3 separate regions of the Zea mays genome follow, and all the other regions are linked to region 1. A link is a contact called in public Hi-C data. All regions are on one chromosome and are shown on one strand. The core of a region is the stretch at or near the end of the contact, and the rest is flanking DNA. Distances in the headings are between cores, read along the strand shown. Region 1 holds the start of LOC103626215 (pentatricopeptide repeat-containing protein, mitochondrial-like). Region 2 holds the start of LOC100281428. Region 3 holds the start of LOC109939503 (wiskott-Aldrich syndrome protein homolog 1-like).

Evidence for each region. Hi-C and Micro-C count contacts between places; a contact is called where the count stands out from the background.
Region 2: a contact with region 1 is called in a Hi-C map of leaf, with 5 times the contacts expected there. The contact joins the promoter of LOC100281428 here to the promoter of LOC103626215 in region 1. A contact is called at or near these places in 2 of 25 Hi-C or Micro-C datasets (ear and leaf).
Region 3: a Hi-C map of leaf mesophyll shows a contact between it and region 1, with 7 times the contacts expected there. The contact joins the promoter of LOC109939503 here to the promoter of LOC103626215 in region 1. A contact is called at or near these places in 4 of 25 Hi-C or Micro-C datasets (ear, leaf, leaf mesophyll and 1 more).

The regions. Positions count from the first base shown.
Region 1 is chr5:34,906,013-34,910,491 of Zm-B73-REFERENCE-NAM-5.0, reverse strand. It overlaps LOC103626215 (pentatricopeptide repeat-containing protein, mitochondrial-like), which reads left to right and starts at 2,681. Exons shown (of 3, transcript XM_035958995.1): 1 at 2,681-2,829; 2 at 3,373-4,479. The coding sequence starts at 3,377.
Region 2 is chr5:35,321,616-35,326,094 of Zm-B73-REFERENCE-NAM-5.0, reverse strand. It overlaps LOC100281428, which reads left to right and starts at 2,573. Exons shown (of 18, transcript NM_001154346.3): 1 at 2,573-2,649; 2 at 2,804-2,882; 3 at 2,999-3,202; 4 at 3,328-3,646; 5 at 3,747-3,971; 6 at 4,075-4,323; 7 at 4,410-4,479. The coding sequence starts at 3,097.
Region 3 is chr5:35,244,680-35,249,158 of Zm-B73-REFERENCE-NAM-5.0, reverse strand. LOC109939503 (wiskott-Aldrich syndrome protein homolog 1-like) reads right to left here and starts at 1,775. Exons shown (of 1, transcript XM_020537685.3): 1 at 1,287-1,775. The coding sequence starts at 1,775. The coding sequence ends at 1,287. It overlaps LOC542030 (histone acetyl transferase GNAT/MYST 101), which reads right to left. Exons shown (of 13, transcript NM_001111675.1): 10 at 4,430-4,479; 11 at 3,882-3,975; 12 at 3,645-3,786; 13 at 3,015-3,339. The coding sequence ends at 3,276.

The DNA.
Region 1 (4,479 bases), core at 1,432-3,931:
CCCAACTTTTTTGCATTTCATTTTAAAAAATGGACCCTAATCTCGGCGCCATCATCATTGGCGCCGAGCTAACGCATAGTGGCGCCGTCATAATTGGTGCCAGCTATGCCTACGTGGCACACAACAAGAGCTACATGCATTTTCGACGGCCCCACTATTTTCGGCGGCCAGGGGAGGGCCACCGAAAATAGCACACTATTTTCAGCGCCATTATTTTCAGCTATGCCTGCGCAGCCGACGCGACAGGTTCCAAAGGGTCGGCGCCACTATGCGTTAGCTCGGCGCCAATGATGATGACGCTGAGGTTGGGGTCCATTTTTTGAAATGAAACTGCAAAGGACTAAAATGCAAAAAAGTTGGTTCTCCTTCACGCTCCCAAACACAAAGGGTGCCTCAGTGGGTGAAGCTACCAACAATGTTGGCTCCGAAGGCTGTTGGCTTGGGGCCTTCATGCCTCGCCGAACGATCTGCATCGCCTGGACTTGCTCTGAGGTCTGGACTGTCAGGTTGAGTACTTGAGTTCAGCATCGGCACCGTTGCGGAGAAGGTCCCAAGGAGGTCACACGCCAACTGGAGGTGCCACGCTTACTACGACGCTATGTTTGCGGCGCTGGAGTGAGAGGAGGCGGGCGGGACGCGCCGTTTGGCCAAGCACTGGGCATGGAGTGAAGAGGGCTCGACACCCGGTGGCGCGAGTCCAAGCCCTAGGCCTGAGTTCGCCATGGAAGCCACAGAGGAAACGAGGAGTGTGAAGCCGCTAGATTTTTTGGCGCGGCGAGGCGAGCGCTATCACCGGTGGCATTTGGCTGGGGAGGCGGAGGGTGATGGACTGAGGGAGAAGGGAATCGGGATTGGTGAACACTAGAAGACTCTCGTCTCTCAGAGTGGACATGGGACCAAGGTCGTTCGATATGAATCCCGCGGTTAAAGCATGTCAGGATGACGTAGAGCAACGGGAGCCTAGATATGCTCCCGCGCTAGAACATTGCATAGATTGCATTATTGATAAATTTATGAATTTTTTAACAATATATTCAAGCATAGTACAAGAGTATTAGAAATTATCCATGCATATATTTGTAGTCCTTTTCTAATGAGGACAGTTGGTGGTTATGATTTATTTATAACCATAACATGATTACTCATGTTATGGATGCATTTACCCTATCATAGAAAACAAAAGCCTTAGATAAGTTCAAGTTATTGAAAGCAAACATTGATAATCAATATGGTTTGCAGATCAAGATAGTAAAATCTAATCGTGAGAGGGAAGAATATTATGGATGCTATACATTGTATGGACAGTTACAAAGACCCTTTGCAAGGTTCCTCCAAGTTGTATCCCAGTACCTGACATCGAGTGAGCCTCAATAGACTGGGGTCGCAGAAAGAAGAAATCATATTTTGATGGACATGGTGCAGAGTATGTTGAGTTACTTTAGTTTGCATTGTGTCTATGGATGGAGGCTTTAAAAATTGTTATCCATATACATAACAGAGTCCCTAGTAAATTAGTGCCCCAAACCCCACATCGGTTGTGGATTGAGAGTTACCCAAGTTGAACTATTCTTATATTTGGGGTTTCCCTAGCTGAAACAAGAATATTTAACCCTAGGAAGGGAAATAGATGAAAAGACAATGAGTTGTCATTTTATTGGCTACCCTAAGAAGTCTAGAAGGATTCAAACTTTACTGCCTAGGCATACATACTAAGTTTGTCAAAATAAGACATGTAATATTCTTATGAATGAGATGATTAAGGGGAACATGGTACCTCAAGAAATAAACTTGAGAGAAAAAGAGGGTTTGTATGGCCCAATTTTGATGGTTAAAGAACCATATTTCTTGATTCCTACCGAGGTTTCGCTACTAGTTCCTCCAACCGTAAATGAAACCTCTGCTACAAATGTTGAGCCATCGAGCATGACAATTACCGAGCAAGTCACATTAGTCTTTAAGGTGTCTGAACCTCTGGCGCCAGTTACATAGGAGCCTTTAGAAACAGAGAAAGAAGTTGTGCTTAATAATCCACCATTGGAGCAACCCTAGAACGATCAAAATGATGAGAATAATGTAATTTTAAGAAACTTCGAGAGAACTAGAACATCTACAGTCTCTAATGATTACGAAGTATATACTAGTGAAGAAATAAAAGTTTGTGAGATATATGTCAGCGAGGATGTCGTTTGTAAAGGCTTGTTCGGGAGCAATGAGATTGGAGAAGGTTTAGGGTGTAAAAGATTTTAGCCCTCGAAGCACTTACAATACCCTTCTCCCACATAAGAATCTCTAAGAGACTAGCCAAATTTTGGATAATCAACAGCAAAGTAACTCTTCAACGGACTAACAATCTGACTAGTCAAGCTATCTGACTCTTCAAATTGGCTCCATCGCTATTCAAACCGACTAGCTAAACTAAATAGATAGTTTGTTGGAATGAAATGTTATATATAAAATGTAATCTATATAAAAATATAAATAGAGAGCCAAAAATAAAGAGTCTCTTGGAGATGCTTAAATCCACTGCTTATAAAAAAGCCAAAAAAGTAAGAAAAGAAAAGAATAATACGAACTTTTATTTAGTGGCCCGTCTAGGAGCCCATTAACTCACATAAAAACCCACGTTCAACCACACTCACACGGTTTTTTTTTTCTCTAACCTTTTCACTGCTCCAGCGCCGGCTTCTTCAATCTTCATCTTCCGCTCCCTCTCCCACTCGCGCTCGGCAGGCAGGCTCGGCGGCGTCGTCACTGGCTGCCCCTCCTACCCGTAGCCTCGCGCGGTCACGCCCTCGCCTCCAGTCCTCCGCACACCGGCGGCAACCCTGCGTGCGTGCCCCCGCTCTTCTCTCCCCTCCGGTGGGCCGTCAACGGCGCCTCCAGTAGATGCTGCTCCGCCAAGGCGGTCGCGCCGCTCTGGGGGCACTTGTGCTGCAGAGCAAAGCGTTACCCGTCCACCTAGCGCTGAAGGCGTTTTAGTGCCTCTTTTTGCGCACCCCCCCCCCCCCCCCCCCCCCCCCACCCAAACTGGGCCAAAAAGATACATTCTCAATGCAGAGTGCTAAACCAATTATTATGATACAAACATTAACATGGAAAGGTTTTCATATATGACTGCACATGTAAAGCCTTTGCTTGCAATTCACCCCTTTAGCTAAAATGGCTATGTCATCTGCCCAGTTTCAGTTGTCTGTCTTGCTAAGTAGCGTTCTGATTTCCTCCTGCGAAGCCTTGTTTTGCTTACTGTCCTCCCAGTTGAGATAGGGTGTTATTGAAGTCCATCAATTCTAAAATTTTAATCTGCTGCATTCAAAAATAACATTGACTCATTGTTTTAAGTTCTTTCTGTTTGACCCTTGTTACCTGTTGCAGGAAAATGCTTTGTGTTGGAAGAATTTGTTCAAGATATTATGCAGGACATGCTGTATCTTCATTACTTGTGGGTATACGATGTTTGTTTGCTCCTCAAAGCCCACACCATGTCGGCTCCAAGTATCATGGGACTCACCAAAGTAGGGACAGTAGTACCAAAACCTTGAAACCAGAGCTAAATATTGGTAGATGTGGCGCTTGCTTTTCCACTGTCACAGGAACCATTCTAGTCCAAGCTCATGATCCATCTCAGCTAGCAATGGAGATAGAGAATGCAATTGATCAGCAGAGATTTGATGATGCATGGAGGGCTTATGAGAAGCATGTTCACATGGATGGACTTCCAAGAAAGTCTGTTTTGAGCAAGCTCATCACTGGCTTAGCAGAGAGCTGTGATCATCACTGGCTTAAGCAGTCCTACAATGTGGTCAGTCATGCATTTGAAGAGAAGCAAGAATTGTTGGATAAGGAACCCCTAATTTACCTATCCCTCATTCTTGCACACTGTGCTCTGCCTAATCTTGCTTTAAATGTTGTGAGGAAGTTGGTAAAGATGGAAGCATACCCACCTGTTGCAGCATGGTCGGCAATTTTAGCTCATATGTGTCAAACTAACACTGGTGCATTTCTCGGTGCAGACCTTGTAATGGAGCTTGGTTATCTTTTCCAAAATAATAGAGTTGATCCACGGAAGAAGAGTAACCGTCCTTTGCTATCAATGAAACCCAATTCATTTACATTCAACATAGTTTTGACCGCTTCCCTCGTGTTTGGCACTACAAGAAAAGCTGAGCAGCTTCTCGAACTAATGCCGAGGATAGGCGTGAAGCCTGAAGTCAACTTGTTGATTGTTATGGCCCACATATATGAAAGGAATGGTCGCAGAGATGAGATTCGGAAATTAAAGAGGCATGTTGATGAAGCTTATGGTCTTAGTGAATCAGAGGTTAGGCAGTTTTATGATTGCTTGCTCTCCTGTCATTTGAAATTTGGGGATTTTGATTATGCAGTTGATATGGTACTGGATATGATTAGGAAAGGTAAGAATGCAAAGCGGTCATTGGAAGCAGCTAAAGCAGTTCTTGAAGCTGTTGAAAATAGAAAATT
Region 2 (4,479 bases), core at 1,324-3,823, 420 kb before region 1:
TAAATAATAGTATGAAAATCATCACCAAGTTGCTGGCCAACCGTCTTCAGACAGTGATGACCTCCCTTGTTCACAAAAATCAATATGGCTTCATCAAAGGTAGATCCATCCAGGATTGCCTAGCTTGGGCTTATGAATACATCCATTTGTGCCATGTTTCCAAAAAAGAAATCATTGTGCTCAAGCTGGACTTTGAGAAGGCCTTTGACACAGTTGAGCACGATCTGATCATTCAGGTGCTGTCCTTCAGAGGATTTGGGCCCAAATGGCTGGGCTGGATTAGGGATATCCTCCATTCTGGCACGTCCTCGGTTCTCCTTAATGGTGTGCCGGGCAAATCTTTTCATTGCAAGCGTGGGGTACGACAAGGAGACCCCCTTTCACCTCTTTTATTCGTTCTAGCGGCAGATTTGCTTCAAAGTATAATCAATAAGGCGAGACAGCAGGGTCTTCTTCAGCTGCCACTCACTGAGAACTGTGGTCAAGATTTCCCGATTGTTCAATATGCTGACGACACTCTCTTGATCTTGGAAGCTTGCCCCAGACAATTATTTTTTCTCAGAGCAGCTATAAACTCCTTTGCTACCTCGACGGGTCTCAAAGTGAATTACCTTAAATCAAGTATGTACCCATTCAATGTCTGCCCAGCACGATTGGAAATTCTAGCCAGAACTTTAAACTGCCAGACAGGTTCTATGCCTTTCACTTACCTTGGTGTACCTCTAGGCCCGTCAAAACCCAGAATCTGCCATTTTCTACCTCTTATTCAAAGGATTGAAGGGAGACTGTCCTGTACTTCTGCTCTCCTGTCCCAGGCCGGAAGACTGGAGGTAGTTAACTCTGTTTTCTCTGCTCTCCCGACTTTCTTGATGAGCACGCTAAAAATTCATGCCTCCACTGTCAAAAGGATTGATGCCTCCCGGAGGCATTGTCTCTGGAGAGGCAATGATGTGAACTCAAACAGATCTGCTCTTGCTGGTTGGAGCATGATTACCCAGCTGAAGCGAAATGGGGGCCTTGGGGTGGTCAGGTTGGAGACGTAAAACAAGGCCTTGCTTTTGAAATTCGTGTACAAGTTCTTCAACAATCATGACTTACCCTGGGTTAACCTGGTCTGGAACAACTACTACAGGACAAACAGACTCCCTAGCGATTCAAATATTGGTTCCTTTTGGTGGAAAAGCCTGCTTAGTTTACTCCAAGACTTCAAGGGCCTGGCAGCCCCGACCATTGGCAATGGGAGAACTATTCTTTTCTGGGAAGATCTGTGGAATAAGGGCATCCCGACTCAGCAATATCCAGAATTATTTTCTTTTGCTTGCAACACCAAACTCTCTATCAAAGATGCTAAGCAAAAAGAGCACCTCCTTGAGTTGTTTCAGCTCCCCCTGTCTGTGCAAGCCTACGAGCAATATCTTGAGCTAAATGAGACCTGGGGACAAATCACGGTGACCAACGTTAAGGACACTTGGAAGCTCATTTGGGGATCTGAAATCTTCTCCACGAAGCAGACTTACAAGCATCTGATGGGACAGTCTCACGTGCATCAGATTTACAGATTGCTCTGGAAGAACAAATGTCAACCTAAGCACAAGGTCTTTTTTTGGCTATGGCTAAAAAATAGGCTCAACACTAGGAATATGCTTAGGAGGAAGAACATGACTCTTGAGTCTTACACCTGCGAGAACTGCATCTGGTAGAGGGAGGAAACTCTTTACCATCTATTCCTCAGGTGCAACTTTGCGAAGGCCTGCTGGCACTCAATCGGTCTGACTCCTCCTAGAGTTGCTAATCGAGAGGAGGTTGCGGCAAACCTTAAACAGCAACTCAATGTTCCATTCTCTATGGAGGTTATTATTCTCATGACTTGGAGCATTTGGAAGTGCCGCAACGCTTGACTTTTTCAGAACAAAGATCCAATGGTGCAACATTGCAAGCAGGAGTTTGCAAATGAATTGCTCCTTGTCATTTCCAGAGCTTTGGGTAGATTTGATTCTGCCATCCCGGCATGGCTTCAACAATGGCAGTAGAAAACATTGGCAGTACATACTCCCCCTAATCCCCTGTAATTCGTCTTCTTGTCTATTCTAAACCTTATTTTCTTTTCAAAATTTTAATAAAATTTTCAGTAGGGCCCTCCCCTCCTGTTCTATCAAAAAATAAATAAATAGGTAGACTTTGGCTCAAGGAGCTAACAACACTTTAATCTATATCCGATGATCTCTTTCCTTAAAGCTGCCTTTCATTAAACACTAATGAATCAAACAATTTATATATCCTGACCCTATAAATACCTTCTGTCTAACAAATGGTGTAATCGTCTGTCCGTACCTACTCCTTGTCAAGATATAAATTTACGAGGTCGCAATCTGTAATTCAGTATTCCCATGACGTTACCTCGTTAATCCTCCAGATTTTAGGTTCTAGCAGAATGGTACGTTCGAGTTTGACACGATATTTTATTAGCTAAAGCCGCACCAATAATGTGAAGAAAAGAACAAGAAGAAAAGGTTGGGAGTTCATCTTGTCATTTTGTGCATTATTTAGGAGTGTCAGTTACAGATCTGACGCTACCTTCCGTTCGATTCCCTTCGCGTCTTTCTTCCTCTGCTGGACTCAAGTACTGCAAATTAGAGCAGAAAATCCTGTGTAAGCAATTTCCATTCGCGCTGTCATCTCTTCCTCGATCGAAGGTTTGCTGTGAATTTGTAGATTGCGGTTTTGATGTTGTGGACAATTTTGTGGCTACATACGGTTGCTTCGTCCATCTGTACTTGGCTTAATTAACCCAATCATCTGCTAGGTCTAGATCAAGATGAGCCCATGTCTACTTCGATCAGTTTAGCCTAGTCAGTGTAGAACTGTTTGGCTTCCGAGTTCAGGTAACTTTTTGCACTCAACACTCTCACCCAGGCACTACCACCGACACTCGACGATTTTTTCCTGTTAGATTCTTTAGCGTTTCATCTTTTTTCACATGAACTTTGTAAAACTACAGATATTTAGCTAGCATAGCCAAGTGAATTTTGTTCCTCCAGTGGGTCATCAAGGTGTGCATGTGTCCTGGGAGAGAGAGAAGAAAATCCAGTCTGCAGGATGGATGCAATGGCACCTGAAGAATATGCCTCGCAATCCAAGCTACTGCAAGAATTCACCAACGTCCCAAGCATCGACAGTGCTTCCATCCTCAAAACCAACGATGGTATGGCTTTCTTTTGTCCATAATCATCCTATACTTCTCTCTGAAAGTCTGAATTCATACCAAAACGGCTTTTTTGTCTTAGGTTCTAACCAGTACCCTACCCACTCTACCGTCTATGATTGCAGAGGACAGATCCAGAGCGATGTTCTCCATTAGCCAGCCAGACTTACTGGCGAACACCAACAGGAAATACGTTTTGTATTCTCATATTACGACGAGAGCCGGCACCGGCACCACCTCTCCGGATTTCCAGTGGTCTCCTTTCCCCACTGAAACAACCGGAGTGTCCGCCACCGTTCCGTCCCCTTCCGGGTCGAAGCTCCTCGTAGTGCGAAACGGGGAGAGAGGATGCCCCACCAAGCTCGAAATCGTTTGTCAGTCACATGTGGAGAAGGAGATACACGTAGCAGGTTCTGTGCACGGTCCTCTCTACACGGATGAATGGTACGAGAGGAGGAACCGATCCTGTGCATTTGCTTTCCACAGCTACAGCTAGAGCGGCACGCATGACAGTCCGGCGCTGTTCCTGTTCCTGTTCCTGCAGGTTTCATGGTGTTTCTTGGAATCAAGAAGAGACCTTGGTAGCATACGTCGCTGAAGCTCCAGCCACACCAAGACCAGCTTTCAATCGTTCCGGATACACGAGGGAAGAAGGTTGTTCCGAGGGAGACTGCAGTGCCTGGAAAGGGCAGGGCGTGTGGGAGGAGGACTGGGGTGAAACGTACTCCAAGAAAGGAAGACCCTCACTGTTTGTTCTTGACATTCCCAGGTCTCTGTTCCATTCCATGCCTACTAATCAACACAAGAGCTTGACAGCTTGTGGGAAGAAAAAAAACCCTACTCACTGCTGTCTTCAATTTTGGTGTATGTAGAGGAGAAGTGGTAGCGGCTAAAGGTGTCCCAACATCGTTGAGCGTTGGGCAGGTTGTTTGGGCTCCGGAATCACCAGGTGGCAGGCACAAGTATCTGGTTTTCGTTGGATGGTCAGAGCGCAACGGGTTCTTCCAGAACACTGCTAGAAAACTCGGCATCAAGTACTGCTCCAACAGGCCATGTGCTCTCTATGCAGCCCCTTGCCCTATCCAAGGACCAGAGCCGCCTGGCAATCCACCGGCTACGACGTACGTGAGCATCCATCCCCTCACGCACGGTCCATGGCTTTGCTCTGTAGTAACACTAATGTTGTGTTGTTTTCCCTTTTTACCAGCAGTGATGGTAAATCAGGCTCCGGCGGTGCGGTGGCGCGCAACCTAACCCCAGGCTTCAGCAGTGCATTG
Region 3 (4,479 bases), core at 526-3,025, 340 kb before region 1:
ACCCCTAAACTTGTAAATGAGGAATAGACACGCATGAGCTAGGGATGATATAGGGATCAACATACAAGCTCACAATTGTAGATTAGATAGTGTTAAATCGGGCCCGACTTAACCATTTCTTTTTATAAGTATCATGAGCAAGTAGAAACACACCAGAAGTGCATACATCAGTGTCAAACTGAAAACAAGCCTAGCCCTGATTATATGTTAGGATAAAAACATGATTTATCCGAGACAACTAACTATTAGGTGTCGCAGTTCAGTTCCTAGCTAATGTCTAATGAGAGTGTAAAATTTAGCACTTGCTGATTGTAGCAAAAAGAAGTGCATAAAATATTGCCTATTTTTGAAGATGTATAAATAGGACATATGAACACACTGTACAAGCTGAGTAACCAAAATGCAAAAAAGAAATCCAGTGAAGCTAACATATAATGGCAGCAAAATTGACTTGGCCAGTTTAGAAGGTAGGCAAACCAATTTGATTGATTTTCCTATGCTGAGAGCGAGCAAATCGGCTTGCCTAGACTTTGAGCTGGCTTGGCCAGTTCTTGGAGCCAGTTAGCCGATAATGAACTGATTCGTTTAGAGGTTGGTACCTTGGATCAAATGACTGATTGGTTGGTGAATGTTCTTGAGGTTGACTTGTCGGCTTCGACCATATGCTATGACGAAAACAATGGCATGTACTTATATGATGCAATGGGCATTTAAAAAGTAATTCTCTGGCTATAAATATCAGCATGTGCAAATAGGGATGAAAACGAACGGGTAAGGTAATATGCATTTTTTCAATCAGTCAATCACTCATTTTGCATTGCTAGCCCTTGTCCCGACTTTCAGGCTGCTGGTTGTTCTTCTATGCCTACTGCTTTAGGTTGGCTTTACATTGGTTGTAAAACATGTGATTAAATCAGAGTAGGATAGAAATTTGGCTTTAATGTCTTGTCCCCTTATGTTGTACAGTCCAAGAAAATGATAAATTTAGGATCGAAATAGGAATTGTAATTTCCAAAGTGGGGGGATCGTTTTACCTGTGCTCTGCTATTGTCGTTGGCTGCTTCTGCCCACCTGCCCGGTGTCCCATGTTGGCCGCTGGCGTGCAGCACCCTTTAGTTCATCACTACTATCCACCTGCCTAGCCCTGGTGGCTGGTGCTTCACGCCGGCAGCCTCCAGCGAAACCCCAGCAGCAGCCCGCCGCCTCCAAGTACGCCGATCCGGCCTCCAGGGGACTGCCTCCTTCTCGCCGACCTTAGATTTGGTCGCTGCAACCGGTCGATTCAGTCATCGGGCCGGTAGATTTGGCTGCTCTGGCCGCCGATCGCACGTCACGGTTGGGGGCGGCTTTGATGGGCGACAGCGGCTGGCGCTGTGTGAGCGAGCTGGGCGAGCGCGGCGTCTGCGCGTCGCCTGTCGCGGCGGGCAGATGCAGGGGTCGCGGGGAACTCGCTTCGGGGGCTGCGGGACTGGGAGCGCGTGGGGGTGGGCGCGGCGTCCGTGTGGCTTGGGGGTGATGGGGATTGGGGTGGCATGGTCTTTAAGGAACTCCATCATCTGCGTCGATGGGGGAGGTTGGCGTCGATTTGGGGCGAGGATGTTGGATGATTTATTATCGCAGATGGCTCGGGTGGCTTGGATTGCGGGATTTCGAGCGATGCTGATGGGAGTTCCATGACGCGTGGGGAAGGCCGGTGTAGCAGCCCTGGATTGTCGGCGAGGGACGAGGGTGTCGGGGCGAGTGCCAAACTCGCAGCGGCGAGGGGCGAGGCCCATCGTGTTTGAGCGGGGCGAGCCCGAGGATGGCGGATGCGGACAAGAAGGATCCCTGAATGGCGCCTTCCATTCATGGAGAGCGAGGTGGAGGCGAGGATGTCGGGGGCGGGCGCCGCTGCGAGATTGGCTGAGGGGAGGGCGAGGGCGGAACCGTGCTGATGCTGGTGGACGCCCTCAGTATCAACATATAGAGTAGTAAAGATAAAGCTAAATGGGAATAGGTAGGATCAGGTTTAGTTGTTTTGTTTCTAGGTGGGGCTAGATAGGTTATACAACCCACTATGTAGGTTATGTTGTTGTTCATGGTCGAGTTGGTCTAAGTCACCAATCTAGGATTAAGTGAACTAAGTGGGGAAAAGAGTTTCTAGGTGTAGAGTTTAATCTATTAAATAATCTAGGTTAATTTGCTCTATCCTTCACATAGGTGCAAAAAATATGAGTCGATTATACTAGGTCTTATTAGATTAGACATGATTAGTTTTGATTAGATCAGACTAGTATTATGTAAGACTAGATTAGATCAGATTAACCATATTAGCTTAGATCACATTAGTTCAGATGGGATCTAAATCAGATTGGTATGACTAGATTAGACTAGATAAAATCTAATTAATATGGATTAGATTATGATTGTTACTCTAGGGTGGGATAAGTATGCTTATCAGGACAAGATGAATCTATTAGGATAAAGATAGAATCTGTTAAGATAAGCTGGATATAAAAGATGGATCTATTTTATTATGGGGAATATTTTATCTTTCTAATTATATTTGTATATCTAATTATATATAGATGCAATTGCAGACATTACTTGACAACTCGTTATACTCAATCAAAAAATCAAATCAAACACGTATCATAAGAAACAAATCAAATAATAGTTTTGTCGCCACAAACCCTTGATTTGGTACGCGCCGAAGGTGCTGGGAAGAGCATCCGGACACGGCGGCGGCGCTCGTGGACAACCTTCAGAGCCAGGGTAGCGCAACCGTAGACAGCCACGTCAAGTTAAAAAAAACGAAGAGTAAGACCAAATGCATCAATTAAAAAAGTTACGAACCCAAAAAAAACACTTTCAGCGTTGATGGATCTAAATCAAACATGGACAAGAATTAATAAACCAACGATGCATTTAGTTTAGTTTTTTTTTTTTTTTTTTGCGTTTTTTTTCTCAACACTTGAGTCTAGATTGAGTGAGATAGAGATTTAAGGATGCAAAACATCTTTACCCATAGGTGCTAGAAACTGAAGAATCTCCTCAATCTATATTATTAGGCCGGCCAGGTTGAGACCGAAATGTAAAGATCAATCAGTGTCCCTCCTGGTTAAAATAATGCTAAACTAAAAGTTCATCACCGTGCCGAACATTCAGCAAGGTGACAACTATATCAATACAACTTAATAATTTTACAACATGCGACAGTAGTGTCCAGTCCAGTGAGCCAATAATAATTTTACAACATGCGACAGTAGTGCCCAGTCCAGTGAGCCCACGCCAGCCTAGCTCTTGGTTGAGAGTTGTGCAAGCAGTACAGTAATTCTGCCCGAGAAGAAGTTTTCAAGCCTGCGTGACCAAAACCAACAAAATCGATAGTCACGTGGCAGCGCCAGAGATGCAACCCTAGTCTGCCAGCTGGTATAAACTGTACCGGCCAGATTTAAGCTGGGCATTGTGCCATTTAGAAGATAGAATGGCATGGTTGATAATATTAGGTCAGATAATGTGAACAACTAAACATGATAAAGCAGGCAAGCAGCCAGTTAGAAAATCTCGAGAAACTAGATGTTGGCAACCCAGGTCCTAGCTTACTGGCCAGGAACATACCCATCCCTGGCTGCGAGAATAATGTACGTCAAAAGAATACTCACCGTGTCGCACATTTGTAATAGATAGTATCTGGAGAATTGTAAGTTCTTGCATTGCTGAACATTCTCTTCATGTCGGCTACAAACATCTCTAGGGTCACATAATATTGTTCCGAGTCGACTCTTCTTAACATTGTTCTTAAATCTGCAGACAGGGATGCATTTTAAACACAACTTCACCTAAACAACATGTCACTTAGCTTGTGTAAAGGAACTATGGTCCCTGCAGTTCAAACTCACCAATAGGATCTTTGATGATATCATAATAGTCTGGAACATCCCGTGAATCCACAGGCTCTTTGAATGGCCAAGCATCAGGATGTTCATTCAGATTCTGCAAAGTTGATCAAGATGTACAGATCATTTGATGTCTTTCTCAATTTTATACGAGCACAAGTATGCCCTTTTAGCTGATTTGCAATATCTTTGGCATGAAACTACATAAATATATGGCTGGTAACCAACGTACTTCTCTATAATATATTCAATGCAATCAACTAGTATGAACTACTCTCTCCATTCCAAATTGTAAGGCATTTTAACTTTGTCCCAAGTCAAACTTCTCTAGCTTTGAAATGTTTATAGAAAAATATGTTAGCATCTAAAATATCAAATAAACATACTATCAAAATATTTCATGGTGTATCTAATGGTTTAATATTGTAGATGTTTCTGCATTTTTAATAAACATGGTCAGAGTAGAGAAGTCTAAATTAGGGCAAGGCTAAAATAGTACTGTGTAACATGTACCATCTGCCAAGATTTGTGCAGATAATAAGATAACTTGCCTTCAGCGCTGTCTGCATAAGGGTAGTAAGCTGTTGCCTGTAAGTATTAT